Linked DNA regions of Astyanax mexicanus: region 1 is linked to region 2. The links are chromatin contacts, called in public Hi-C maps. All regions are on one chromosome and are shown on one strand. The core of a region is the stretch at or near the end of the contact, and the rest is flanking DNA. Distances in the headings are between cores, read along the strand shown. Region 1 overlaps chd9 (chromodomain helicase DNA binding protein 9). Region 2 holds the start of chd9 (chromodomain helicase DNA binding protein 9).

Region 1 (2,700 bases), core at 186-2,685, 81 kb before region 2:
GTCATTCAGAGCAGAAAATGAGAAATGGCTGAAATAAAAAAAAAAAAAAAAGATGAAGAGCTTTCAGACCTCAAATAATGCAAAGAAAACAAGTTCTTATTTATAAAGTTTTCATAGAGTTCAGAAATCAATATTTGGTGAAATAACCCTGGTTTTTAATCACAGTTTTCTGACATGTTCTCCTCCACCAGTCTTACACACTGCTTTTGGATAACTTTGGATCCCACTCCTGGTACAAAACTTCAAGCAGTTACGTCTTCCATCTTCCTCCTGATTATATTCCAGATGTTTTCAGTTTATACTTAAATTAAAGAAACTCATCATTTTAAGTGGTTTCTTATTTTTTTCCAGATCCTATATGTATCAAACAGTATCTCACAAAAGTGAGTATAGCCCTCCCATTTTAGCAAATAATTTATTATATCTTAGCATGGGAAAACACTTTGATACAATGTAAAGTAGTCAGGGTACAGCCTGAATGAGTGTAATCAACCCCACAGGCATAAATACACAGCAATTAATATCTAAAACCACTGGCAACAAAATTCATTACACAGCTAAGTGAAAATGGCCAAATTGTACCCAAAGTGTCAATATTTTGCGTGACCATCATTATCTTCAGCTTTACACTGGCACTGGAATCTTCTTTCACTCCTTCATGATGACACCAGTGGAGCTGGTGGATGTTAGAGACATTGCACTTCTCCACCTTCTGGTTGAGGATGCCCCACAGATGCTCAACAGGCTTTAGGTCTATCTTTTGTTAAATATTCTAACAGTAAAAGATAAATAAGTCTTAATAAGCCTCTCTTTCATGATTTAAACAGTTCAAATAGGAACCAAAAGTACAGAGAACAAAAGCTGGGGGCCTCAGACCCTTGTGTCTACGTCTGGTTATGATTATTTTGGCCAGGTGGTTTTGAATATCACTTCAATGCGCCAAAATTAATTTGAATAAATTTGAGACAATCTCAAATCCATTTTTTGCTTTGTTGACATGTTGCTTTCTGCTAATCACCAAAATGTGCTATAAATCCTGTCCTCCAATAGAAAATGACTGGTCGCCTGCTAGTGTGAAGGCAGGGTGAGCCCAAAATGGATTTTAAAAGGAGTGTTTTATTATCTGCGTCAGAGAAATTGCCCTCAGTGGGTCTTTACTGTACTGCTGTAACCAGCTCAGTCGCAGCAATGCTTCATATGATACAGAGCAGCCTTTATCCTGGAGCTACTGTTACGCTCCATCTCCTTTACCTTTCCATTTCTCACTTTCTTACCCTGTCACTCCAGCATATCATACCTTGTTGCCCTGTCATTCCCCTTCCCCCGTATCCTCCTCTCTCTCACTCTCTCTCTCTCTCTCTCTCTGACCTACTTCAGGCTGTTTGGTGCTCTAGGCTGTTTCAGTGTCTGATGTGAGCTCTCCAGGGGGTCTGTGCCCTTCTACTGAACCATGGCTAGACCTGCCAACAGCCCTCACACACACACTGAATTTATATGGTGCTGGAACACAAGATCATAACCCACACACACATACACACGCATCCACACACACAAAGATATAGATACATTTATACACACCTGCACACTGTCACACACATACACACTCCAATTGAAATAAACAACTCTGCATTACTGCATTTCACAATTGACCTTTTTTAGAATGAGTGATGGCTCCTGTGACTGCACTTCTAAACAAATCCACCAGGAGGCACTTCACAGTTCATAATATTGAGGTCATCATTAAATTAAAGCTGCCACAGCAGCAAAGAGCACAAAGCACTCACCGTCTCTGGATGAGGTAGTCTTCCAGGATGTCGAGGCAGCGCACCATCTGGGAGAAAATGAGGACTTTGTGTCCACCGGCCTTCATTTTGGGCAGCAGCTTGTCAATGAGGACGAGTTTGCCGGCAGACTGCACCATGGCCTGCAGGTGGAAGTCTGGGGCTGAGGGGCTGCACACTTCCCGGAAGTCCTCCAGGATCTTCTCTTCTGCCCCTAAGAGATGGAGGAAAATAATGGTGTTCACAAAAAATATTGACACTTTGGGCACAATTTGACCATTTTCATTTACGGGTGTACTTAGTCTTTGTTGTTTGCGGTTCAGACATTATTGGTTGTGTAAAGTTATAGCTGTACCCTGACTACTTCTTCTATCAACATGTCATATCTTCAGTGTTGTTCCATGAAACAATGTTAAATGTTTCCAAAAATCCAAATATTAATCTTGGTGATGCTTGAAGACATTTGAATTTTGTCAATTGCTATTAATAATGGTCATACAGAGTTTTTTAAATTAAACTTAGCTGTCTTACATTAAGATAGAATGGAATAATAAGATCCTACCCACATTCAGGGTAAGAAAACCTTACCCTTTTTTTGGGAAATCAGGTTCACTCTCTACACTGCTTAGTAATTTCAGATCAGTAAGAGGAATCAACCTGAAATTTTGCATGTTGAAAAATTTGCATTGAAACTAGACAACCGTAATCAAACAAATGCTTTGAGGACATGAACTGTTTCATTTGTATTTACTATGACTTCCAGTAATTTTTTTTATCAAACAAGTTGATTTGAAGTGGGGAGGTTTTCTTACCCTGAATGTGGGTAGGATCTTATTATTCCATTCTATCTTAATGTAAGACAGCTAAGTTTAATTAAAAAAACTCTGTATGACCATTATTAATAGCAATTGACAAAATT
Region 2 (2,700 bases), core at 164-2,663:
TGCTGAGTGCTCACCGTTATTAGCCGGGGTGAGTCTCCCTCACTGGGAACTAGATAACCCTAAAGTCGCTGTTAGTTCAGAACCACGGCAGCGAGCGGCTGATTTAGCTCCTCCCTCCACTGAGACGTAAAACACAAAAATACTGCTTCTACTGCTTCTATTTACTTATTTAGACACTTTTCTTACCAGGGAATCATTGCCACCAGCTGCACGTCACGGTGTGAGTGTGTGTCTGTCTGTCTCTCTCTCTGTCTGTCTCACCGCACTGACTGACAGCCAGCCCGGTGTTCTATCGAGTTGTGCTACCCATGGATATGTGCTACTTAGCGGCTCTGCGCATGCGCAAAAACTCTGCTGTTTTCATGTGTTTTTTCCTAGAGGTGCGTAACCCAGGTCCAGGAAGTAAAAATCCACCCACGGTTTTTACAAACTGCCTGTGTGGCTCTGCTGCAGCAGTGCTATCCAGGCAGTTGCTACAAACGCCAGGGATGGATTTTTACTTTCTGGACCTGGGTTACCCACCTCTAGTTTTTCCTAATAATCTTGTAGTTTCTTTGATTTGACCAAATTGAAAGCCTCTGGAATATAATGCCATCAACCACAAGCCATTAAACCAAGCTGAACTGCTTGATTTTTTGCACCAGGAGTAAAGGCATATAGTTAACCAAAAGCAGTATGTAAGACTGGTGGAAAGGAACATGCCAAAGTGCATGAAAACTGTAATTAAAAAACAGGGTTATTCCAACAAATATTGATTTCCGAACTCTTACAACATGAAGAACATGATGAACTTATTTTCTTTGCATTGTTTGAGGTCTGAAAGCTCTGCAAGCCATTTCTCATTTTCTGCAAACAAAAACTTTAAATGGCAATATTTTTTTTTGGAATTTGGGAGAAATTTTGTCCGTAGTTTACAGAATAAAACAACAATGCTCAGTTTGCTCAAATATATTTATAAATAACAAAATCAGAAACCGATTCAGAAACTGAAATGGTATATTACTATTTCTCCAGAGCTGTAAATTATATATATACACGTTTTATAAATCACCTATATCCTAATAATACAGCGATTTATGCTATTTAAATTTAATCATAACGACACTTCTATTGAAAGCATGTTCTAATAATCTGTATTTTTACAGTTAAACATACACTAGGGTAGCACGGTTTGACAGGGTAGCAGAACTTGACAGAACACCGGCCACCTGAGTTTCAGCACTGCTCGCCCCGGCCCCCCGATTCAACTCCCCCCCGCTCCGTTTCTTTAGCCAATATAACCGCGAATACTCACCAAACTGTGGGAAAGCCCTCGGCAACGGCGCGTTAATTTAACCCGGGGCTGTAATACCGAATTTGCGCTAGTTTGAGCGGCTGTTGGCGACCTCAGCGCTTCCACCAGTGCTGACGTGATGATGATAACACGCTCATTTGCATGTGTGTGTGCGAGACGAGCCCTCTGATTGGTCAGTCGGCTCTCCTTTCACTTTGAATCTCTCAAACACCTTTTAAATTAATAAACCTGTATAACAAGTCGTTTTCCACGCGGTAAACTCCGTATTCGCCCTCCACACACTGATCCACGCGGGTTAATTCAGATTCAGGTGAATAAAAATAAATAAATACTGAGTTTTGGAAGGGATCTAACAAGATGGCCGCAGCGAACAGCAGCCAATCAGAAAGACTCCATTCACTCACACAGCGAGTAGCGCCCAGAGCGTGAACACACACACACACACACACTTAGAGCGCCTGCTGGAGCTCAGGCTGGTGTCTGACGGCCTCTGCTGGTCGCAGGCAGAACTACGGCAATAAAGTGCGTCAGTTCTATGAACAGCACCAGGTTTTGGTTCTAAACTCCCCGTTCTACCATTGGCGCAACAATGACAATATACTGCAATAAAAACGACTTATTCTGCTAACAGACTGGGAGGGTTTGGGTTATCTAACGTTTATATTAAGTGCTGCCAAAAATCTCTATGAAACGTAAAGTTACATTCTTTTTAATAAAATGACAAGATCGTGCTCTCAGTAAAAAAAAAAAAAACTTTTAAAAGAGTGGAGAAATTGTAATTGACATGCCAAGACATAAGAAGAAGAAGAAGAAGAAGAAGAAGAAGAAGAAGAAGAAGAAGAAGAAGAAGATGTTTATTTGTGATTAACTGTAATGCCGCAAATGTTGTTCTCTATAGTCTCCAAATGCTCTATAGGGTGGGCTTTGATTCATATTAGCAAATGCCCCCCCATGTCAAATCCACTCCTACGCCTTTGCGTTCTACATACAAGTTCATTTCTGTTACCTGACATAAAACAATAAGGGTTATTAAAAGGGTTATAATGAACATAAGATTACTTTGTCAAGTACTGAAATACAGAGGTACCCTTTTAGACCCTCTGTCCATTGCAGTGGATATCATAGGCATTGTTCTTTCTGGTGTATTTTTGCACTTAAAACAAATTAATACGTGTGTGACCCAATCTTCTTATATATTGTTTGTCCCCATCCATGGACCATAATTAAGGTCTGACAGGAATAAAACATTACTGTGCTAAGCAGAAGCCTAATGTCAACTTTTCTGGGCTCGGAGAAATCTGGTGCATAGAGCATTCTCTGTATTATGCATTGTGTGAAACATCAGTATTACTAATCTTTTTTGAGTTACAGTCGGTCATGGAATGGAATAGTGTGTGCCAGTACAC

Evidence for each region. Hi-C and Micro-C count contacts between places; a contact is called where the count stands out from the background.
Region 1: a contact with region 2 is called in a Hi-C map of muscle, with 16 times the contacts expected there. The contact joins the enhancer-like site here to the promoter of chd9 in region 2. A contact is called at or near these places in 3 of 3 Hi-C or Micro-C datasets (blood and muscle).

What each region holds. Positions count from the first base shown.
Region 1 is chr23:10,817,701-10,820,400 of AstMex3_surface, reverse strand. It overlaps chd9 (chromodomain helicase DNA binding protein 9), which reads right to left. Exons shown (of 39, transcript XM_049471402.1): 16 at 1,785-1,995. Among protein-coding and RNA genes, the nearest start is that of LOC111191607, 35 kb to the left of the region's middle. Within about 2 kb of position 1,435, the one cell type or tissue checked has an H3K27ac peak away from gene starts, as active enhancers do.
Region 2 is chr23:10,736,215-10,738,914 of AstMex3_surface, reverse strand. It overlaps chd9 (chromodomain helicase DNA binding protein 9), which reads right to left and starts at 1,413. Exons shown (of 39, transcript XM_049471402.1): 1 at 1,295-1,413.